4 separate regions of the Sus scrofa genome follow, and regions 2, 3 and 4 are each linked to region 1. The links are chromatin contacts, called in public Hi-C and HiChIP or PLAC-seq maps. All regions are on one chromosome and are shown on one strand. Each heading gives the region's core, a stretch centred on a gene start, on an enhancer-like site or on the middle of the called end of the contact. The rest is flanking DNA. Distances are from core to core; before and after follow the strand shown.

Region 1 (5,752 bases), core at 2,416-4,915:
TTCATGCCCGAATTCAGGAAGTTAGTTCCAGCGCTGGATGGCAAAACCGGTGATACTCACCAGGTGGGGGCGTTGAGGACGAAGGACATGGTGGAGAGCCGGCCTGGAGGGGTGGAAAAGCCCAGGATCTGAGGGGGAATCACAAAGGAAACATGTTGGAGAGGGGAACTAGGAGCACCCCAGGCTCCAGGACCCCAGAAGCCCTCCTAAGGGCCACAGAAGCCAATATGCCCCTTCATCTTTACAGCGCTATTTCCAACAAGGTGCATTCAGACATGTATCACTGTACGTCATCTGACCCCTCAGAGCAGCCTGAAGGGATCGTTATTCTCATTTTACAATGGAGGAATAAAAGTTCAGAGAAGTTAGGTAACTCACCCAAAGTGATATGGTCAGTAAACAGCAAGGAGTGAGGTCTACCACAGGGTTCAGTAAACTATGGCCCCAGGGACCAGGCACTCATTGTAAATAAAGTTTTATTGAAACGCAGCCACACCTATACATTTATTATTGTCTATGGCTGCTTTTGTGCTAAGGGCAGAGTTGAGCAGTTGTGACCTAAAATCTTTACCATCTCAGAGCTCCCTGGTGGCCTAGAGGGTTAAGGATCTGGTGTTGTCACTTCTGCGGCAGGGGTTCAATTCCTGGCCTGGGAACTTCTGCATGTGCAGGCAGAGTCAAAATAAAGTTAAATTAAATTTTTACAATCTCGCCCTTTAAGAAAAGGTTTGTTGACACCCGAGCAATACCAGCAATTGAGGTTTCCTCCCAGGAGGCAGCTGCCTGTCAGCATAGCTCAAACATTTGTGAGCAGCAAAATCCAGCCTGGGAAGGTGGTGGTGTCCATGCAGCCCACCGGGCCTACTGCAGAAGCTCCTCAGCCAATTGTCCTTCAAAGAAGGGCTTTTGGAATTAGTTGATATCACAGCCACCAGTGACACCGAAGAGATTCAAGATTTGATATCTGCAACAGCTCACGGAGCCAGAATGGTACCTCAGGTCTTCATGGGTAAAGAGGGCACCGATGGATGCACTCATCTAGTGCGCATGCATGAGAGGGAAGGGAGCTGCTGACTCGCCTGAAGCAACATGGAGTTCTGAAATAATTACAGAGCAGACCCCAAGCTGATAGCCCCCTGGAGGTGGGTGGCACTGCAGATAAACGACAGTACTTCCTGGTGGATGGACCTGGGGCTACCTTCAGCCAGCTGCAGCAACTGTTTACTTAAAATTCTGGAACATGTTAACCCAAATCATTGGTTTGGGGCAAGACCAGATTTTTCTTCTGACTCAGTATTAAAAGTGGATCAACTTGCCCCCCTCAAAAAAAAAAAAAAAAAAGAAAGGTTTGTCAACTCCAGTCTAGAATTTAGGTAGGGTGCATGAGACGGCTTGTCAACAAAGCCCCAGATCCCCACATGTCCTTCCTAGGACAGAGGCTCCTAAGAAGGGACTACTAGGCACCTGGTGGGTGTGTGTAACCTCCACCATTTTTGAAACAATACTATCGAATATCAGATGTCTGCACACTTTCAGCCTGTAAAGGCCTTTCACGTTCATAATCATATTTCACAACAATCTCATAAAGCTATTATTATTGTTATTCTTATATCTTTTTTTTTTTTTTTTTTTGTCTTTTTGTCTTTTCTAGGGCTGATCCCATGGCACATGGAGGTTCCCAGGCTGGGGGTCCAGTCGGAGCTGTAGCTGCCAGCCTACGCCAGAGCCACAGCAACACTGGATCCGAGCCACGTCTGCAAACTACACCACAGCTCACGGCAACGCCAGATCCTTAACCCATTGAGCAAGGCCAGGGATTGAACCCGCAACCTCATGGTTCCTAGTTGGATTCATTAACCACTGAGCCATGACGGGAATGCCCTTATCTCCCTTTTGCATAATAACTTGCACAAGGGCCACACAGAGAATAGGCATCGGGAAGAAAGTCCTGGTTCCAAGAACTGTGCTTATTACCATATACCACAGCTGCCTCTCAGAAGCAAACACCCTTCAGCTTACATGTTATTTATTTATTTTAATGATTTTTATTTTTTAATTATAGTTGTTTTTTTTTCTTTTTTTAAAAAAATTTTAATGATTTTTATTTCAGCTTATATTTTATAAACCACTTTTTTTTCTTTTTGGTTTTTAGTGCTGCACTTGCAGCATATGGAAATTCCCAGGCTAGGGGTAGAATGGGAGCTGCAGCTGCCGGCCTGCACCACAGCTACAGCAACAGCAACACAGGATCCCAGCCACATCTGTAACCTACACCACAGCTCACGGCAATGCCGGATCCTTAGTCCACTGAGCAAGGCCAGGGATCAAACCTGCATCCTCGTAGATACTAGCTGGGTTCGTAACCCACAACGGGAACTCCCTAAAGCACCCTCTGGGCCTCAAAACATTTTGTTGAGGATTACTGTAGTCCAAAGAGGAAATAAGTTTAGAAAGGTGAAATAACTTGCCCAAGTCCCACAGTTAGAATGCTGGGGTCTAGACTGGACCCTAAGCTTTTCTGAATCCAAAGTACAGGCTCTCTGCAGTCTGCCACCTTTCTGATACTGATTTTATGATTTTGCAGACAGGAAAACTGAAGTTCAGAGAGGTGAGGATACTTTCCCAAGGTCACATGGCTAATACATGGGAGTTAAACAGAGTCCTGACTCCAAAGCCCAGGTAGTTCCCACTCTACCTCCGTGAATGATCTTTTATCCATTCCTCCCTCCCCAGTTTGATACCTGGAAATCTAGGGCTCAGAGAAGTGAAGTCACTTTCTCAGTGTCAGCAAGGAGATGTATCAGACTGCCTGGAACGCAGGTCTGTTTATTCTAACACCCAGGGCCTTTCCTTTGTACCAGTCTGCCTTCCCGTTATGAGTCATTCCATTTTACGGATGGGGCAGCCGAGGTTCGGAAAGTGATATCCCTTTCCCAGAGCCACAAAGTGAGAAGGTAGCCCAGTGAGGTCTACAGCCATTAGTGACAGACCACCTCGTGAAGCCGAGACCCCGCCCGCGTCGGCCCAGGGACCCTACCTCGGCGTCGAACATCTGGTCCAGCGAGGGGCTGCTGCGCACCAGCCCGTCCACCAGCGCCAGCCACAGGCCTAGCGAGCCGTAATAGACAGTCTGCATGAGGACGATCTGTGACAGGATCAGCAACGGGTCCCACACGTAGCTGCGGAACTGGCCCGCCATGCCGGCTCGCGGGGCACTGCTGCCGCCCGGGCCTGGGTCAGCGCCGCCGCCGCCGCGCCATGGGCCCCGGGCAGCCCCGGCACCTGCGAGGACACACACACGCCGGGCCTCAGCCAGCCGGCCGTCACCATGGCAACATCGCCCCGCCCAGGAGGAGGGGCTGGGACGGAGGGGGCGAGCCCATTCCCGGAATGGGGGGGAGGGCAGGACGGACAGACCCATTACCGAACTGAGGGGAAGTCCTGCCCGTTACGGCTGCTCGAGCCCCGCCCGTCCTCGAGCTTCTCTGAAGTTCACTCACCAGTGTCGGACTCGAGAATCAAAGCGTCCGAGTGCGGCCCAGTCTCACCGGCTGGCCCCCGAAGCAGTGCTGACAGGCAGAACCATGGAGAAGAGTCCCTACAGGCCTAGAGAGGCAAAGCTCCAGCGGCGGCCGAGGCAGCAGCGGATACGTAGGAAGGAAGCGTTTCCGGGAACAGCGTAGGGGGCGGGGCTGAGATTGCGCAGGCGTAGGGGTGCAGTCTTCGGCGGAGCCCCCTAAAGCAGGGGTGGGGGCGGGTTTTAGGGCGGCCCCGAACCGAAGTATGCACATGCGCACAATAAAGAATGAAGGCGAACGGAAGTGAGGCGTGAGCGCGGTGGAGCTTGCGTGCCCTCTAGAGGGGGATCTTGGGGAAAGTAGGGTAGCTGGGGTGGAAGATAGAGGGGTGGCCGTGGGCGAGGGAAAGTCTGGGAATTAAGGGATTGATTACGTCGACTCTGTTTTCAACCTAGATTCCCAGCGTTTTCTTTCGCCTAAAGTCCGGGGTGACTTAAAATGAACCTGCCAGCAATTCCACACATGATTTCGCCCCTGTTTCCTTAGATAAAACTAAGGGTCAGAGAAGGAAAGCAACATACTGTCTCAAAGACAGTGGCAATCAAAATTAGAATTCAGCTGTGCCCAACACCACAGCATTGATTTCGGGCCTATAGAGTGGTTAGGAAGATTTGGACACTTTCAAATGAAACAGCTCTGCTCTCAGACAAACTCACTGTGTTAGAAGGCAAAGTACTGGGTGTTTTATAATGTATCCATTTATATTTATATATCCATATGTATTTATTAAGGGGGAGGAAGCAGAGGTTCTGAATTCATACCTAGAAGCATATCCACATTCTGCCTGCCACCCTGACTGTGAGCATGTCTTGCTCACCATGACTTCTCTTCTGAGTCTAAATAGTGTGGACAGTCAGTAAATATTTGCTGAATGAGTCAAGAATAGAGAAAGGGCAACAGCAAATTGATGAATCATTTCATTCCTGCCTCAGCGGACCAAAACCCCTCAATTTCATTGATCCTAGGTTTTCCTTTTCCGGAATGGAAAGAAGGGAAGTAACTGGTTCCAGGAAAAAAAAAAATCCAGGTTTTAGAGCCTGCTGTACTAGTTGTGTGACTAGTACACTTCCTTCTTTAAACCTCAGCTTCCCTGTTTCTGAAACGTAAAGTTAGACAAGATTAATGTTTTACATCATTTAATCTACTCTCCTTTAATTACTTCCCAGTTAAAACAACTTTATCAAAGACCCATGTCACTTGCACATCAGAATTTCTGAACAGCATGTGATAAGCATGATAGCACCTTGAGCTGATACAATTTCAGACAAAAGTAAAGAACCTTGATACTCTATCAAGAGTAAGTCAGGATTCCCATCATGGCTCAGCAGTGACAAATCCGACTACTAGCCATGAGGACACAAGCTTGGTCCTTGGCCTTGCTGAATGGGTTAAGGAGCCAGGGGCATTGCCACAAGCTGAGGCGTAGGTCACAGACATGGCTCTGATCTGGCGTTGCTGTGGCTGTGGTGTAGGCCAGCAGCTACAGGTCCAGTTTGACTCCCAGCCTGGGAACTTCCATATGCCGCAGGTGCGGCCCTTAAAAAAAAAAAAAAAAGAGGATGTGATTTCGCTTATTATTTGGAAATGTTGTAAACAGTTCCCTTGGACTCCAGTTTGCAAGTCATTAAAGCCCAAAGACATGAGGTGCTTTCCAGCTCAACTGTTCTTTTAGGCCCCTCAGTTGAGCTCAGCAAATCTCTCTGGTTCATGGATGACTCAGATGATTTAATGTTTCTGCGAAAATATCATGTTTGTTAAGTATCTACATGATCTTATTTATTTCTCACAATCCGGGAAGGTAGATATTCCCTACTTTTTTTTTTTTTTTTTTTTTTTTTTTTTTGTCTTTTTATCTTTTTGCCTTTTCTAGGGCCGCTCCTGACGCACATGGAGGTTCCCAGGCTAGGGGTCTAATCGGAGCTATAGCCACTGGCTTACGCCAGAGCCACAGCAAAGCGGGAACCAAGCCGTGCCTGCGACCTACACCACAGCTCACGGCAATGCCGGATCCTTAACCCACTGAGCAAGGGCGGGGATTGAATCCACAACCTCGTGGTTCCTAGTTGGATTTGTTAACTACTGCGCCACGACGGGAACTCTGATATTCCCTACTTTAAAGGTGAGGAGGAGCTCCCTGGTGGCTCAGTGAGTTAAGGATCTGGTATCATTATTGC
Region 2 (5,969 bases), core at 725-3,224, 330 kb before region 1:
CAAGACCCCCGAGTTTGTCTGGGACTCGGCAGAAGACAAAGCATTAAACTGGTGGTGCCTTCCCGCCTAGCTGGTGGGACATTGCGACCCTTTGGGCGAGGGCCCACTGGCCTAAACCCTCAATTGCCCTTCATTCTTTTCCTTGCCGTCTGGCCCCTGGAAGTAGCTAAGATGGAGACCCCGCCTTACTGCGCGGATGGAGAGCAGGGCCACAGGCTCAGGGCTCCAGGAAGACACAGGGGAGTGTCCCACCAGGTGAGAAGACTCAACGCAGAACTGGCACCTGGATTTCACCTCCCACCTCTCCCCAGACTCTGCAGAGTCACCCTCACCTACTCCGACCCCTACACTTACTGTGCCGGCTGCTCCATGGATGGTCCCCACCCATTTGAAAAGGTTGTCTGACTCAGGGAAGGCAGAAATTCCTTTGTCGCCAGACATCTGGGGAAGAAACACAACACTTGCTGGGCTGAAGAGTGAGTGTGCTCTTGCAGGGGAGGGTGTGGGTGAGGGAGCCCCTGCCCCTTAACCTCATCACATCTGGACCCAGAATGGAGCAACCAGGCCAAATTGATTGATAGGCTCTTCTGAGGAAGTGGGGAGATCCTGGGGGCTGAATGTGCCCCCCGGGAGGACTGGGATTAGGTTTATCACCAGCCTAAGAGGGAGGGGTTGTGTGGGGGAAGAAGAAGGCAGCTTTGTATCCACAATTTTGCTGGTTGCTGGGAATTCAATTTGACATGCCATTGAGTGCTGGTTGGACACAAAGCCCAGAGACTATTCACAGGCTGGGAAGATAAACAGCGTGGGCACTGAAGGATTTGAGTTGAATATCCAGGGTTAATGTAGAAAAGACTGGCCCGAAGGAAGCATTCCAAGGTAGGATGGGATTAGAAATATTTAGGATGAAGAGTTGGGTGTAGGTAAATTTTAGGACAGGGAAGTAGAGCCAGGAAGGACAGAGGGAAGGCCTCGTAAGAGAGCTGTACTTTAAGGATAACTTCTTTGTGGCAAGATGGGACTGGGAGTAAAGATGCCTGGGGGGAAGATGTGTAGGTGGGGTGTGTTAACTTCTTCCCAGAGGAGAGCAAGCTGGACTCATCTTTTTACCCCATGCCTATCAAAGAGCCGGAGCTAGGAAAGGAGGCTACTGATAAGTGACTGGGAGGTGGGAGGGGAGACCAACTGGTTGGGTATCCGGGCACCAGTCACTTACCATGAGGGTCATCAGTTCCTGCTGTAGCCTGTGAAAAGAGCATCTGGGGGTCATCTGAGAGTCCAGGGCTCCAGGAGGTGCATCTCTTCCCATCCCAATCTCTCTGGAGCAGCTGTCACGGAGGTTTCCCTCTACCCTGAGGTCGGACTTAGCTGTGGGCATGGTCACCCCCATTTCCACAGGGGGGTCTTAGTGAGTCCACACCCTTCCTAATGCCAGGCTCCCGGAAGGAGAGCTCTGGCTTATTCTTAACCCCTAATTCTGCTTCTCTGGCGTCTCTCTCTGTGCAGGATCTCAATTTCTCACCTTCTAGCCCCCTTCCCCGCCGCCCTCCAGCCAAGCCACAGAGGGTCCCCAGGGCATCTTCATCTTGGCTCATCCACGGAGGATCCTGGCAGCATCCCTACCCCTTCTGTCGTCCTTCAGAAGTAGGCGATCTCCTGGCGTGTACCTCTACCTCTCATACCTCAGCTGCTCCAGGAGAATGTGGGGGTCCCCGGAAGTCTTTGCTCTGGGCTTCAAATGCCTAGGGCGTGCCAGGCCCGGCAAGTGTTCCCTCGGCACCACTCACCTCTTGCCCACGGGGCCCCGAGCGGCACCCCCGCTGGGCTCGGCTCCTTTACGGGCGGCCGCGAAACTGGCGGCGGCTGGGTCGCGGTTCTGGGAAGCCATCTGGGCAGCGCTGGGAGGGAGACAGGATCTCAGGGTATCCGGAGACCACGGCTGCAACTGCAGGGCCGCGGTCCCGCCCGCCCGCGTTTGAATTGTAACCCTCCGGAGGTGCCGGCCAATCAGTGGCTCGCTTGGGTTTAATCCAGCCAATGGGGCGCTCTGTCACTGCTGCATCCACCCACCAGCGCACCACTATTGGGCGGCTGGATCCCTCTTCAGATGGGCGATTGGTAAGAGAGGCTGTCATTAACTAACGAATCTGTAGTGGATTGGTGGCCTTTGGAAAACGCCGACCATTAAATGGCCTAGAAGACATCCACGTGGGATGAATCCCTTGGCTACTACCGCACGCCGGCTTAGGACTCCCTGCTCGCAGAAGGGAGGGTCTCCGATTTCGGGGCCCTGGTACTTATCCCCCAAACCGGATACCCCAGCTCCTCCACTTGTTATTAATGTCCTGGGCACTTTGGTTAGGGCCTTAAGGGTCTGAACCGTCAGGCGAGGGTAAAAACTAGTGGCCGAGGGCCAGAGCCAGAGACCCCCTACTGGAAAACAGGTTCAACGGTGGCCTCTCCAACGGCTTCCTGTGCTACCCTAGGCACTTAATTTCGTGTTTTAACCTTAAAACGGGGGTAATAAAAGCCGCCTTACATTTTCCTGCTGGTTTGTCATCAAATGTCCATGATCCCAGCCGTCACATTCTGCTACTCCCATGCCTTAGTTGGGTGAGGAGATAAACAGGGACAGGAAAGGCTGGCAGCAAGGTACAGGCTGTTCCCAGTTTCTCACGGAGCAGATACGCACAGGCCACTGGGCTTCCTGGGATGGGGGAGGGGTGCTTGGGCCTTTATTCCCTACACCCACTTCCTCTAGGGAGAGCCCTTGATATTTTGTCAGCCCCCAGAGGCAGACTTCACAGCAGGCTCACCATCTGTGTTTATTACAAACTGTTTAATTGCTTCTTATCCCAAAAACTTTACAAATATAGAACCACATGCCAGTCTGGGGGTGCTCTGCAGTGAGTCACTACAAACTAGCCCAGGCATAGCTTAATGCTGCTGAGATCCATCTAGAAGCAGTCCCAGCAGTGACCTCAGCCATGTGGGTAAGAGGGCCTTAAAGGAGGGCTGCCAAGTGTAGCCAGGGGACCTGGCTTCAGGTCTGTGGAGGTGCTTCAACAGCGCGGTGCTCGTTCTCTGTCCGTAGTGTCTCCATGTACTTTCGCATCTTCTCAACCATCCAGGAGGGTAGGACAAAGGACTTCAGCTCCTCTAACTTCAGGTCCAGGCATCCTCTGGGACAGACATTGAAGAGGAGAGTTGGAGCAAGGGAAGATGTAGGTCCAGGCTCATCCCAGGGGCTACTGTGAGGCAGGGGGAAGGGTAGGGGACAGACCGCTGGTTTTACCTGTAGTCATCGCTGGCAGCGAGGTCCCGGATGTCCTCCTCAATGAGGAGGTAGGCCTGGGGCAGGAACAAAGGAGAGTGGTCACTGCCTATGATTCGTTTCATTCCAACTCAATTAACACTTTATTAAACGTCTGCTTAAGGTAAGGGCTAGAAGGGAGGAGTGGAGTCATAGCTTGTAATTTAGCAAGGGAGAGCAAGAAGGGAGAGGCTGTCTGGGGAATAGTTTCTTGAGATAATTTTTCTTTCAAGTAGAGACTAATTTATGGGCCGGAGAGTGGGGATTACTGACTTATTTTTGGCTGTCACCTCTTTAAAAAAGGGCCATGGGGTGGCTTACAGTGAAAGAGCCACAGAGCTAGCAAAATAAACATGGAAACAGGAAGTCAGGAGGAAGCCACGTGTGAACTCTTGAATGAAGATAATTTGGTTTTGAACTTCATGGCAAAAGGGAAAACACGATAAACCACACTGTCTAGTAACTGGGCTATGCTGTCCTGGGGCCTGCAGAACTGCTCTGGCCCCAGGCCGCCATCTGCAGGGGGAGGGAGCCCGCTTGTGAGGGCTCTTACCACATGGGGGATGTTGATCACATGCGAAAGTCTTCTGTGGAAGACATTTCTTTCCAGTGTGAGGGTCAAGAGTAATTGTGTGTCCCCTGAGTCATACGACTGTCTTCATCTTAGGGGCACTGTGAACTATGAAACAGATCAGGTGTCCTTAAGTGGGGCCTGGAGCTGAATTTGTAAAAACCTGTAGAAGGGCACTGGTCTCCCAGGCTGGCAAGTAATCCCATGCCATTCCCCACCCCCACCCTCCTTTTTTAAAACCAGTCTTGTTTGTGGCTTATTTTAGATCCTGCTTTTCCTTTTCTCCCTTTTTCTTATTTATATTATGTGTCAATGGTAAGCTTCCTGATGTCTTTTTTGAAAGAGTATAGCATAGACACCAAAAGATAGCTTCCACTGTCAGAAAGGAGATGGCATAGTGGTTTCTGCGACTAAGTGAATCCTCAGGTGGGGACACTGCATGTGATGGACAAATCCCTCCATGACAGTTTTAGGACACGTGCAATGAGGATTTTCCTAAGGTGGTTGCTTGATATGAGCTGAGAACACTTTAGGTAGAGGTGGTTCTGGAAGGGGCTGCCAGGTGTGGCAAGCAAGTTTCACTGCATGTGCTAATTCCTCCTGCCAAGGGCTAATGCCTGGTACCCTGTGGAGAAGAAATGGTACTGTGCCTGGTGAAAGAGCTGCGATGGAGGGAAAGCTGTCAATGGGCAGCACAGGAGGGGTGGGCAGTGTTGCGAGCGTCCTGTACGCTTGTATGAGCTACACAGGAGGGTGCTGTTGAGATGGGGAGGGGGCACGGGGGAGGGAAGCCAGAGATTACAGTCTGGTCTTCGGTGTGGAGGGCCCTGCCCAATCTCCCAGGGCTGGGTGGGTCTCCGGCAGGGACAAGTGAAAACAATGCTTACCATCTTCCCCCCTGTCGCCCGCATGTGATGCTGCTCGGCCAGCCAGTGCTTGTCCTGGGGGTCAGCTGCGTACTGTAAGGGATGAAGTCACAGGGGGAGATGTCAGCCTGGTGTGATGGGCTTTTCTTTGGTTCAGACAATAGTCTTGCCCCTGGATACTTCTTACCAACAAGACCTCGTCCTAGCCTGGTGGGTGTGGAGGGCTCACCAACCTCTTCAGAGCCAGTAGAGCCAAGCCTAGGCCAGGCGACGGGACCTAATTCCCCAAAATTTAGTACACTCCTAATTCCTGCTTATGTCCTTTCTCAAAACATAGCATCTCTGGCAAATGGACAGACTGGTGACTATTCTTTTCTTTCCGTTTTTGTTTTTTTTGTTTTTTTTTTTTTAAGGGCTGTACCCGTGGCACATGGAAGTTCCCAGGCTAGGGGTCTAATCGGAGCTGTAGCCACTGGCCTACACCATAGCCACACCAGATCTGAGCCGTGTTTGTGACCTACACCACAGCTCATGGCAATGCTGGATCCTGAACCCACTCAGCGAGGCCAGGGATCGAACCCGCATTCTCATGGGTACTAGTGGGGTTCATTACTGCTGAGTCACTCCTGGTGATAACTTTTTTAGAACTCGGCTCCTCTTTGAAGAAATATCTGAAGTGACCAAACACAGGTGACCACACTTTCTAAAACAAAAATCAGGACACTTCATGGCCTGGAGGAGGCAGAAGAGCGTCATGGTTAAGAACTTAGTTCGGGGGTTTAGAGCTCTGCCCACGGGGTCCGCGCGTGGCAGGGAAGGAATGCAGGTGGGCCGAAGAGCCTGCACACGCGTGGGTGGCCAATCAGGCCTGGTGTTTTGAAAAAGAAAGGAAAGGGAAAGAAGTTGGTTTTGCTGCTTAATAGAAGAGGTAAACCTGGGCAATAATTTCTTTGAGACCCAGTTTCTTCGTTTGTAAAACAGAGAGTATTAACACGTACAGGGGTGTTAAGAATAAACAAGACGGAGTTCCTGTTGTGGCGCAGTGGCAACGAATCTGACTTGTATCCATGAGGACTCGGGTTTGACCCCTGGCCTTGCTTAGGGGGTTAAGGATCTGGTGTTGCTGTGAGCTGTGTGATGTAGTTGCAGACACAGTTCAGACCTGGCGTGGCTGTGGCTGGCAGCTGCAGCTCCAATTAGACCCCTAGCCTGGGAATCT
Region 3 (5,786 bases), core at 435-2,934, 300 kb after region 1:
CCAATCACTAGCCTCTCTGGGCTCAGTTGCATCACCTGTAAAATACAGAGATACAGGTGATAGGATTGTTGTGAGGGTCAAATGAGCCAATAACAGGTTGAACCATATGAAACCACTATTTTTACACATCAAAATGGCCAAATATCAGCAAATTCATACGGTTCAACAGGAGACATGGAGAGCACTAAGAACAGTGTCTAGCACCCAGTAAGTGCTGTGAGTTCAATGTCAGACTCAGCACGCTATATGATGAATTATGAATCCATCCCAACCAGCTATTTGCCTTCTGCACTGTTTGTACACTTCAAACAAACCCATGGGCGCAGCCCCGGCTGTCAATCCCTTCCTTTCACCTCTCCTTTGCCCCATACTCCCACACACTGAACACTTCCTACTTTAGAGCTCATTCTACTGCAGGAAGTCAGAGGTCTCTGCGAAACAGAGGCAAACTGCACGGCACCTCAATCTCTACTCTCGATTCTTCTCCAGATGTGGCAGAGTGCTTTAAGACTCTGGCATCCACTGAATAAATCATTGACACAAATGCAACCCCTCAGGAGGTGAGACTTTCTAGGATAGGCTACCCCCTCCCCCCCCATTTTGTTGTAAAACAACTCCAGGCAGCAGCAGCCTTTGGAACCGACGCAAAACAAGAGAGATCTGAAAAAGGCAAGTCTGGCCGGGTCCAGTGACCCAGATCAAGAGCAAAGAAGGAAACATACAGGACTGTGTCTCAACTCTTCTGGGCCTCAGTTTGCCCATCTTGAAAATAGTCTCACAACGTTGTAAACCAACTATACTTGAGGGAAAAAAAGAAAAAGAAAATTGTCTCTTACTTCCCTATCTACCTCCCAGTGTCAGATGTAAAGAAAATTAGGAAGACCTTGGACATCAGGAAGGAAAGGTGTCATTATCTTAGAGTGGAGACACTACCAAAAACATCTTCCTAATGCTGTCCTCCATGAAGCCACCCTTGCTTGGCACCCATTCTCAACCTTTCTTGGCACATCTTCAGTCTCAGGCGCACAGCTTTTCTCCTCAGCAGATCCTCCCCACTGCACCCGTTGGGCGGGACTCGGTCCCTTAGAAAGTCTACCCAACCCTTCTCTCTCCTTGTTCCTGATCCATCCCTTAGACAGATCCCCCCTCGTTGGTTCTCACCCAGCTTCAGCATCCTCTCTACCTCAATGAGTCCCTTCTGGTATAGTAGCCCTCACCCAGCGGCAACCCCCGCCTTCAGCAGGTGCTTTCCCTAACTTGTCCCCACGTTCCTCAGCAGTTGCTCCCCCCGGCTGTCGCTCCCCTCCTGCCAGGCTGTCCCTCCAAAAACAAGTGATCTCTAACCAGCCCCATGTTTATCCCCCCTCGTCCAGACCCCCGCCGGCCAGGGGTCGCCCATTCAGCAGGTGCCCCATCAGCCCGGTCGCCTGGCCCCGCAGGTCCATCTGCTCCACGGGCTCACACACCCATCACCCCTCCGGCCGGTTCCCGCCTTTCCCTCCCCGCCCCCCTTCCTCTTGACCAGCGAGCGGCCTCTCACCGGCGCGGCGGGTTCCTCAGCTGCACCGTCTCCATGGCGCTGCCGGCAGCCGCCCAGACCCGCTCAGTGCTCCATCCTCCCCCGGGACTTCTCCGAGCCCGCCCCGCAGACCCTCCCACACTTCCGCTTTCCGCCCCTACCGGAAGCGGCGAGCTGCTCAGGGGAGGGGCGGGGCCGCGAGGGCCGGGCCTGGATCACGTGGTGCGGACTCGAGTCACGTGGCACGCTGGGGCGGAACGAGGAGGCTCGGAGACAGCCTTGGGGCACGTCGTCAGGCAGACTGGAGTCTCGGCGGCGTTGTTTCTTGCGGTGGTGTTAGCCCGAGACACTTGGTCCCCCAGACCTGGAACCCATCGCTGCCTCGGGCCGCGCCTCTCATATCTCAGACGGAGATACTGAGGTTTCTTGCGAAGCAACATACTTGATAACAACTGTCGATTCTTAACCAGCCAAGTTCTGCGCGATTCCTGGGAAGCACTGCTCCAGGGACTCCCAGAGGTATTTATGGTACTCTACAGGTCTGAACTAATTGAATTCCTGTTCCAGGTGGAAGCTCGAACGTGCGAAACCGCTTCGTGGATGTAACAGAGCATCAGCCTGAAAATTGCTCCACCCTCTTGACAGCCTCACCTGTGTACATAAAAAATAGCTATTATTTTTTAAACTCTTACCATGTACTGGCTTTCAAGTGTTGTTTCATTTAATCCTCATATCAAGCCTGTAACGTTAACCCCAATCTTCTCTGCTAATTTTTTGACACTCTTACCATTACCACGTTTTCATGCCCTACTAATGCTAATTCATTTAATACTCTTAAGGCTGTAAGGTGCATACTTTTGTTGTTCTCGTGAGGCCAGAGAGGTGAAGCTCAAATAGCTAAAAGTATAGGTTTGGGGAGTTATATCCAGATAGACCTGATTCCAGAGCCTGCACCATCAAACTAGACAGTCACTGTGGACCCTTGGTTGGGCATGAGATTCAGAGCTTCCTGTCCCCTCAGAGCTCCAGTTCCAGTTATAGAAATTCATAAATCCTCGGTTGCCACCACCATCAGTGAATATTAAGAAAAAGGAAGATTCCGCCCAATTCACTCATAACGTTACCGGAGAAAATTTACCCAAAGCAACCTCTCACCATTTTTAATTGTCCTGTTTTTCTCAAAGCATCTTCAGAACAACACCTGAGCAACCTCTCAGGGCGACCCAGGTATGGACTCCATATGCTAAAAATGGAGTAACAGCAGTTCCCATTGTGGCTCAGCTGCTAAGAACCTGACTAGTATCCATGCAGATGCAGGTTCTATCCCTGGCCTCACACAGTGGATTAAGGATCCAGCATTGGTGCAAGCTTGGCTTGGATCTGGCGCTGCTGTGGCTGTGGCATAGGCCAGCAGCTGCAGCTCCGATTCAGCACCTAGCCCAGGAACTTCCATATGCTGCAGGTGCAGCCCTAAAAAGGAGGGGAAAAAAAAAGCTAAACATAAATTTAAAAAAATAATAAGGAGTTCCCGTCATGGCTCAGTGGTTAACGAATCCGACTAGGAACCATGAGGTTGTTGGTTCGATCCCTGGCCTTGCTCAATGGGTTAAGGATCCGTCGTGACCGTGAGCTGTGGTGTAGGTTGCAGACCCAGCTCAGATCTGGTGTTGCTGTGGCTGTGGTGTAGGCCAGCGGCTACAGCTCCGATTTGACCCCTAGCCTGGGATCCTCCATATGCTGCGGGTGCAGCCCTAGAAAAGACAAAAGTAAGTAAAATAATTAATTAAAAAAATAATAAAGCCATACAAAAAAAAGAATAACAGGCATTCCCTGATACAGTTGGAGAACGTGTTTATAATCTACTATGTGCCAGGCGCAATCCTAGGCTAATACTTCATCTTCAAAACAGTCCCACGAAGTAAGAATTATTATCCTCCGTTTACAGGTGAAGAAGCTGAGATTCACATATATACAGCTAGTGAGAGCAAAGGTTTTAACCTAACAGTTTTCTGACTCCACAAAATCCACATTTTATTTGCCACTTTGCTCTGTTAGGAATCTGGGCAAATGGCAGAGGGAACCCTGGGGAAGTTAAGATCAGGAAAAAGCTTCCACACAGTTTAGGAAGTCATGGTGGATCCGTCCTGCAAGAAGTCACCTCTGTCCTCTGAAATCCCCTAGCACTTTTCCTGTATTTCCCCTGTACTTTTAACCTGGTGTTCAGACCCTGCTGCCCACTGAATTTTTGCCTCCGTGAAGGGCAGCTCTGAATCTAAGCTCCCACTGTGTCCACACAATAAACATTTTTTAAAAACAAATGTTAACTTACCAGTGCACAATGTCAAACATCCTTCCTTTGTCTGCTTCCCAGGATCTTTCCAGAAGATGGAGGGGTATTAAGGTCACCCTCTTTTTCCACATAATATCCAGCCCGGCACTGCCCCATAGAAATTTCTGCAGTGATGGAATATTCTACATATGGTCAAAACAGTAGCCACTAGCCACATGTGGCTATTAGGCACTTTAAGTGTGGCTAGTGTGATTAAAACACTGGGTTTTTTTGTTTTTTCTTCTTTTTTTTATTTTTTATTTTTATTTTAGGGCTGCTCCTGCAGCATATAGAAATTCCCAGGCTAGGGGATCTAATCAGGGCTACAGCTGCTGGCCTACGCCACAGCCCCAGCAATGCCAGATCCGAGCTGCATCTGTGATCTACACCACAGCTCACAGCAACGCCAGGTCATTAACCCACTGAGCAAGGCCAGGGACTGAACCTGCAACCTCATGGTTCCTAGTCGGATTCGTATCTGCTGTGCCACGACAGGAACTCTGGATTTTTTATTTAATTAATTGATTTTCATTTAAATAGCAAACCTCAGCCAACTGTAATATGCTAATAGCCTAAGAGAAAGGACCGATGAGCAGGGCTACTCATGCTTCATTCATTCAACACTTACTGAGCTCTTTGTGTCCGGGACTGGGCTAGGATCTGGGTATATGACAATATTTAAGGCATTTGTGGGTCCTAGCATTTTTGCAGTTTACAGTGTAATAGAACAGATAGTTATTAGATAATTAATTAATTAATTTAGTGATAAATGGTGATAGAAAACAAAAACATGAGCACCTAACCAAGTCTAGTAGGATCAGGAGAGCTCTGAGAAAGCCAAACAGTCATTCATTCAACAAACATATGCCAAGTATCTGCTGTGAGGCAAGCACAGTACTAGGTGTCAGGCAAGTTTCTACCCTCACAGATCTCATAGTAAAGTGGGAAAGATAGTAAACAAGCCAAAAAGGACCCGATGTATAATATGGCTGATATTTAAAATTACATGAAGAGAAACAAATTAAGAGTATGGAAAGCGGGGCGGGAAGTAATTTAGATTAAGTGATTGAGGAAAGCTTTTCTGAGGAGGTGATATTTGAACAGAGATGTGGCTGAAGTGAGAGAGTAAGTCACACTAATATTTAAAGAAAGATTGTTGAAGGAAGAAGGAACAGCAAGTGCAAAGGCTTACGGTAGAAAAGCAGCAAGACGGTGGCATGTCTGGAGCAGAGTGAATAAGGAAAAGGAGGACAGGAGGTAGATGAGCTGGAGCCAGATTGAATGTGGGCCACATAAAAGTACAAACAATTATTAGAAGTTAGAAACCATCCCAAGGCCCAGTGGTTTAAAATGGTAATTACTTTCCAGTTTGGGGTTATTACAAATAAAACAGCTATGCCCATTTGTGTTCGAATCTCTGTATAGACATGCCTAACAGGCACACGTACGTAACATACATTTCATTTCTTTGGGGTTAAAATGCAGGTGCAAAATAGCTGGGTCATGTGGCAGATCAATGTCTAATGGGTTAAGAGACTACTTTCCCAGGTAATTGTTCCACTGCCATTTCCACCAACGGTGCATGAGTTCCAATTGCTCTACATCCTCACCTACTCTTGATAAGCTCAATCTTGATGATCTCAGCCAGTCTAATAGGTGCGTAGTGGTAACTCATTGTAGGTGGCAATTGGCATTTCCCCAGCCACTAATGATGTGTGGAGCATCTTTTGAAGTGTTTGTCATCTGTCTCTTTTCCTTTTGGAAATATCTGTTCAGGTCTTTTGCCCTTCTTAAAATTGGATTGTTTGTTTTCTCATTACTGAGTTTTTTGAGTTTTTAGTATTCTGGGTGCAAGTCCTTTATTAGATAGATGATTTACAAACATTTTCTGAGGTTTGTCTTTTCATTCTCTTAACAGTGTTATTCAAAGAGCAGTAA
Region 4 (5,986 bases), core at 74-2,573, 430 kb before region 1:
TTTTAAGTCTTTGCCAATTTTTTTTAATGACTAAGGAGTTTTTTTTTTTAATTTCCCAGGTGATGTGGATGCAGCAGGTCAGCAGCCAAAGTACCAGTTCTGGGTTTGAACACAACCGGGTTCCAGACCCTTCTGCCATTTTCCAATTTATAAACCAGAATCACTCAACCTCTACAGTCTCTATACGTAGAGCCTAGCATACTGTACACTCTAAGAGATAACGACTATTACTAAAATAACGTCTTTATTAATCCCACGCGTACCGCAATTTGCCGACCAGCTTTAGGATAAACAACTGTATCTGCGCAACCAAAGAACCCACCAGAAAGAAAAGAGCCTGAGTCCAGGATTGGAGAAAGATGAGGCGGGATCATTTCAGTAACGCACCAATCAGAATACTCCAACCCAGTAGGGAGGAGTCAAAGGCCTCGCAAAGTGCGCAGGCGCGGGGGCGCGCGCTGAGGGGAGGCGCGACCCCTAGCGCGCGCACCTTTTCCCTCCCACCCCCCCGGGGGGGCGGGCTCTTTCGGCGCGCGCGCGCCGGCCCATCTCCCGGCTCCGCCCCCCGCCCCGCCGCGCGCTCCCGCCCCCGGGCTGAGGCGACTCAGAGTCGGAGCCCGACACAAAGGCGGTGGCGGCGGCAGCAGCGGAGGGGCCCTAGAGGCTGCTCCGCCCGCGCTCTCCGGACCGAACTCCCTCATCCAGGCCACCGGCCCGACCGCCCACCCTTGGGCCTAAGATGGCGGCGGCGGCAGAGACGGGGCAAGCGGTAGCCAGGAGTGGAAAGCGCCGGCGGGGCCACCGCCGCCTGGCTTCGGACTCCCGGACCCTGGCGCGGCTCGCGACGGGACCATGGCTTCCTGGGGCTCTTACCTGCCCGTAGCGGACTCGAGGGGACGCGGTTACACGTTCTGCTCGACCGCCCGTTTTGCCGCCTCCGCCTCGCCCTCCCCAGCGCCGCTGCCGCCATCTTGTGTCCCGGGCCGGGACTCCGCGCTGCGCATGCGCTGGTACCGCCTCTGAGGGACCTCGCCGCTGCCGCTCCGCCATCTTGAGTGTGGCAGGACCGGCCAGCTCCTTGGACCCTGCTCGCTTTGGGCCCCCCTCCCCTTCCTTCCGTTCTTCCCTGCTGTTTCATGCAGGTCTAGGGTGGAGGAGGGCAGCTTCGCGGGCCCTGAGGCGTGGACTGAGGAAGGAACGCACTCACAAGCACGCTCCTTGCCTCAGTTTCCCCCGCGAGCACACCCACTGGTGCTAGCGGACCTGGGTGGGCGGTGCGCTGGCTGCGTCGGATTGAGTGTGCGCACCAGGGGGCGTGGGGTGGGTTTGGAACCTGCGGGGGGCTCGGCCCAGATACCTCCCTCAGGGCGGAGTCCTGATGACGTAGGCTCTGTACCTATGGAGGAACCTGGGTCCTAGCTCCCGCACGGCTCTGCTGCCTCCGGCCGATCGCTTGCCCTCTCTGGTTCTCGGTTCAGAAAGAATGTTTTCCAACCTTTTCCCATACCCAAGCTGCATGCACATCGAACCTTCTCCCGTAATAAGGCTGCACAAGTTTTAAGAGCCCCTGCGTAGAAGAAATTCAAAACAACCATATGTGGGAGACATGTAACAAAGCTTTTGGTAAAGTTAGGAAATTGTAATAAGCTAAATGCATCAGAGGACTTTCTAACTCTGACATCAGTGGTTGCTAGTTGCAGCACAAAACCTCTCTGAGACCTCAAACCGGCCACAAAAGTTAGCCTAGCAGGAGACTGGCAGTCACTAGGTGCCCCGTGCCCAGCGGCCTGCCGGATTCTTTGGTAAGGTCTGGCAGAGTACTCACTAGCTCCACTCCTGGTCTCCCCAGTAAACTCACCTCCCAGTGAAAGCTTGAGAAGAAGAAAGCCTGAGAGGAAGGAAGACAAGCTTGCCACCTGCTGTTCGCCTTGTGCTTCCCACGTGGAGCCAGAGGCTGCAGTTACCCCAACTGGGCCTCCCCGGGTGTCCCTGATGCCTGGTCCATGCAACTTGGTGGGGTAACGGGAGTGCCAACAAAACCCGTGGCTCAGTGGGTTAAGACCCGGGCTAATATATGCGAGGATGCAGATTCAATCCTTGGCCTTACTCAGTGGGTTAAGAATCCAGTGTTGCTGCAAGCTAAAGAAGGTCGTGGATGGGGCCCATATCTGGTGTTGCTGAGGCTGTAGGGTGGGCTGGTAGCTAGCCCTGATTGGACCCCTAGCCTGGGAACTTGCATATGCCGCAGGTGTGGACAGTAGGGGAAAAAAACAAAACAAAACCGAGGCAGTATTGTGAACAGAACTAGGGTTCCCATCAGTCTAACGGGGATCAAACTCTTGCTCCTCCACCCTAGATGTGTGGCCTTGAAGGAGCTGCTTGACATCTAAGTTTTCATTTCCTCTAACAGACCACAAATCCGCCTACCTCATAAAGGCTTGGTGTGAATTAACTGCCGAGTACTCAGGACTGTATCTGGCACTAATACATGTTAGCTATTATCACCTCATGGGGTTGGGGAAATTGCTCCAAGTAGATCTGAACCTTCTAGAAATAAACCAGCTCCATAAAGGCACGGGATGTGCAGTGATCCTGCCCTCACAGTGAAAACTGTTCACCTGAGAGGCTTGACAGGAAATCAGATCCAGGTCCCCACTTCAGACTGACACTGGGGGACTGCATGCCCTGCTTTGCCCAGGACAGTCTTGATTTATGTCTGTTGTGCTGGCATACATTTTTTCTCCACAGGTGTGGCATAGGGAGGTTCCCAGGCTAGGGGTTGAATTGGAGCTGCAGCTGCTGGCCTACACCACAGTCACAGCAATGCAGGATCCTTAACCCACCGAGTGAAGCCAGTGATTGAACCTGCAACCTCGTGGATACTAGTTGGGTTCATTACCACTGAGCCACAATGGGAACTCCCCGACATAATTATTAATATTGCCTCCTTTCTCAAAAGGGCAGTGGTTTGAACAATAAATTATATGGTCACTCTAGACCTACAGAATGCCCAGTTTTACAGGCTTGCCATCTAGTTCCTTCCATTGGAGTGTAAAGGGTATACAGCAATCGTTACCTATTCTTGGAGTTCCCGTTGTGGCTCAGCGGTAACGAACCCAACGGGTATCCATGAGGACACGGGTTTGATCCCTGGCCTCATTCAGTGGGTTAAGGATCTGGCATTGCCATGAGCTGTGGTATAGTTTGCAGAGGCGGCTTGATCTGGTGTTGCTGTGGATGTGGTGTATCCTGGCAGCTGTAGCTCGGATTCGACCCTAGCCTGAGAACCTCCATATGCCATGGGTATGGCCCTAAAAGACAAAAAAAATCTTTACCTATTTTTGCTATTTTTGAATGTATTTTCTCATTCCTAGTTTAGGTTCTCTGAATTGATTCTCAAAGCCATAAACATCCCCAGTGCATATCCAGCTTTACCATGTGTAAAGTATAAGACCCCTGAGAGTAGAAATGTTTATATCAAATCTACCCATGAGGAAACTGAAGCTGGGAGAGGGGGCGGGGCGAAGTAATTGCACAGGTTCACAGCCAGGAAGTAAGGGAACTGGGTTTGGGTTTTTGTTTTTGTTTTTTTTTCATCTTTCTAAGGCCACACCTGTAGCATATGGAGGTTCCCAGACTAGGGGTTCAATCAGGAGCTGTAGCTGCCAGCCTACACCACAGCCACAGCAACTTGGGATCCAAGCTGTGTCTGTGACCTACACGACAGCTCACAGCATCATTGGACCCTTAGCCCACTGATCGAGGCCAGGGATCGGACCTGCGCCCTCATGAATACTAGTCAGATTCATTTCCCCTGAGCCACAACGGAAACGCCTGAGAACTGGGATTTTGAGCCCAGAGTTCTTGACACCAAAACCCAAGACTGGTTCCTAAAACCGCATTGCTTCACTGTCTTGTGGAGAAGGGAATCTGGACCCAGGGCAAGTGACGTGTCTGTGCAAATAACATCCTGGATGTTTCCATGTCAATATTGGCACGTTTCTCTACCTTAGAAGGTAAAACACTGCTCTTCATCTGCCTCCCCAGACTTGTTCCTCCCCATGTAGTCCTCATCCCTTCTCTCCATCCTCATTTCCACGACCTAGAACCAGCCCCATTATTTTTTAAACCTTTTATTTTTTAGTTTTTTTTTTTTTTTTTTTGGTCTTTTTAGGGCCACACCAGCATATGGAGGTTCCCAGGCTAGAGGTCTAATCAGAGCTGTAGCTGCCGGGCTGCACCACGGTCACAGCAACACCAGATCCGAGCTGTGTCTGCGACCCACACCACAGCTCACAGCAATGCTGGACCCTTATCCCACTGAGCGAGGCCAGGGATCAAACCTGCAACCTCGTAGTTCCTTGTCGGATTCGTTTCCACTGCGCCACGACAGGAACTCCATAACCCTTTTTCTTTTAAGAATAGTACACAAACAGGAGTTCCTGTTGTGACTCGACACAGTGTCCCTGAGGATGCGGGTTGGATCCCTGACCTCGCTCAGAGGGTTAAGGATCTGGTGTTGTCCTAGGTCACAGTTGCAGCTATTGCGGTGGCTGTGGCGTAAGCCTGCGACTGCAGGTCTGGTTTGACCCCTGGCCTGGGAACTTCCATATGCCGCAGGTGCAGCTGTAAAATAAGAAGAGAAAGCAAAACAAAAAAACCCTTGAATGTCTGTGCAATAAAGTCCCAAGCCTCTAACTTGGCCTGCAAGCCTAGAGTTGTAAGGAGAGCGACCGCAGCTCAGTGTTTCACCGTGGGCTGTGCCGAGCACTTTACGTACATTCGTGTGGTTCACAACCTGGAGCTTCGTGTCATTCCTCTGGCCCGAGCGATCTTGAATGACTTGTAATTCCCCTAAATGGGCCAGGTTCTCGCCTGACCCTGGGCTTCTGCACATGGCGTGTGCCCCCCCACCCCCGAATTCCAGGCTTCGTCTTTGCTGAGATGTCCACTTCACCAGGCGGTCTTTGCTGTACTGGCCTCCACCCAAGCTTGGCCAGGTCAGGCCCCCTCTGCTGAATTCCTGTAGCAGCCTGGGCTCAGTGTTTGTCCATTTCTCCGTCCACGAGGGAGGCTGTGGGCTGCTTAAGGGCAGGCCCACGGCTTGTCACCCCTGCATTCCCCAAGGCTCAGTGCTACACCCAACACTCTGTAAATATTTTCTGACCACAAACAGACCACACTGGGCTGAAACCTGGGTGACTTTTTCAGGTATCCCCATGTCTATTTCAGGCTCTGGTTTCTGTGGTGAGAACACCAAGGCAGTGCCCTTTGAGACACCAAGAAAAACACGCTGCTCACTGTGGCAGAGTGTCTGCCAGCAGCCGAAACTCCTCTACTCCCAAGATGCAGACAGCAGCTCAAGTAAAGATGCCGGGGCTTGCTTTTTCTTTTCTTTCTTCTTCTTCTTCCGTTTTTTTTTTTTGGTTTGTTTTTTGTTTTTTTTTTTTTGTTTTGTTTTTTGGTCTTTTTAGGGCCCCGTGCTCACAGCATATGGAGGTTCCCAGCCTAGGGGTCAAATTGGAGCTACAGCTGCTGGCCTATGCCACAGCCACAGCAATGCCAGATCTGAGCCATATCTGCAACCTACACCACAGATCATGTCAATGCCAGATCCTTAACCCACTAAGCGAGGCCAGGGATTGAACCTGGGTCCTTATGGATACTAGTTGGATTCATCTTCTCTGAACCATGACGGGAACTCCAATCCCAGGGCTTTCAAGCACTCCAGCAACCTTTCTGAAGAAGCCTCACTCTATAGACAGCAGGTCTGGGTTGGGAGAAATGGTTGGGGTAAGAAGAGACCCTCCAGAAATAGCTAGGCCTGGCCAGGAGCCTGCTATCTGGGCCTCTGAGGACCCTGGCCTCAAATCAGGACAAAGCTATCTCCATGTTAAAACTGAAACATAGGAGTTCCTGTCATGGCACAGAGGAAACGAATCCGACTAGCAACCATGAGGTTGTGGGTTTGATATCTGGACCCGCT

Evidence for each region. Hi-C and Micro-C count contacts between places; a contact is called where the count stands out from the background. HiChIP or PLAC-seq counts read pairs in DNA pulled down with a chosen protein or histone mark.
Region 2: a Hi-C map of heart right ventricle shows a contact between it and region 1, with 3 times the contacts expected there. The contact joins the promoter of UBE2C here to the promoter of DBNDD2 in region 1. A contact is called at or near these places in 1 of 5 promoter capture datasets (fetal liver) and 2 of 47 Hi-C or Micro-C datasets (heart right ventricle and skeletal muscle).
Region 3: an H3K27ac HiChIP or PLAC-seq map of alveolar macrophages shows a contact between it and region 1. The contact joins the promoter of STK4 here to the promoter of DBNDD2 in region 1. A contact is called at or near these places in 3 of 47 Hi-C or Micro-C datasets (embryonic fibroblasts, heart right ventricle and skeletal muscle) and 1 of 2 datasets of contacts at active chromatin or transcription factors (alveolar macrophages).
Region 4: a contact with region 1 is called in a Hi-C map of skeletal muscle, with 16 times the contacts expected there. The contact joins the promoter of PCIF1 here to the promoter of DBNDD2 in region 1. A contact is called at or near these places in 2 of 5 promoter capture datasets (fetal liver and liver), 3 of 47 Hi-C or Micro-C datasets (heart right ventricle, liver and skeletal muscle) and 1 of 2 datasets of contacts at active chromatin or transcription factors (alveolar macrophages).

Annotation. Positions count from the first base shown.
Region 1 is chr17:47,684,133-47,689,884 of Sscrofa11.1, reverse strand. DBNDD2 (dysbindin (dystrobrevin binding protein 1) domain containing 2) reads right to left here and starts at 3,665. Exons shown (of 6, transcript NM_001243672.1): 1 at 3,501-3,665; 2 at 3,038-3,282; 3 at 61-128. It overlaps SYS1 (protein SYS1 homolog), which reads right to left and starts at 3,701. Exons shown (of 4, transcript XM_005672967.3): 1 at 3,501-3,701; 2 at 3,038-3,282; 3 at 61-128. The coding sequence starts at 3,199. It also overlaps the pseudogene LOC106506694.
Region 2 is chr17:48,014,408-48,020,376 of Sscrofa11.1, reverse strand. UBE2C (ubiquitin-conjugating enzyme E2 C) reads right to left here and starts at 1,974. Exons shown (of 6, transcript XM_013985422.2): 1 at 1,788-1,974; 2 at 1,217-1,244; 3 at 355-441. The coding sequence starts at 1,888. DNTTIP1 (deoxynucleotidyltransferase terminal-interacting protein 1) reads right to left here. Exons shown (of 13, transcript XM_001928813.6): 11 at 4,772-4,843; 12 at 3,296-3,351; 13 at 2,809-3,182. The coding sequence ends at 3,044.
Region 3 is chr17:47,383,492-47,389,277 of Sscrofa11.1, reverse strand. STK4 (serine/threonine-protein kinase 4) reads right to left here and starts at 1,684. Exons shown (of 11, transcript XM_021077860.1): 1 at 1,541-1,684.
Region 4 is chr17:48,115,600-48,121,585 of Sscrofa11.1, reverse strand. PCIF1 (phosphorylated CTD-interacting factor 1) reads right to left here and starts at 1,323. Exons shown (of 16, transcript XM_021077371.1): 1 at 874-1,323.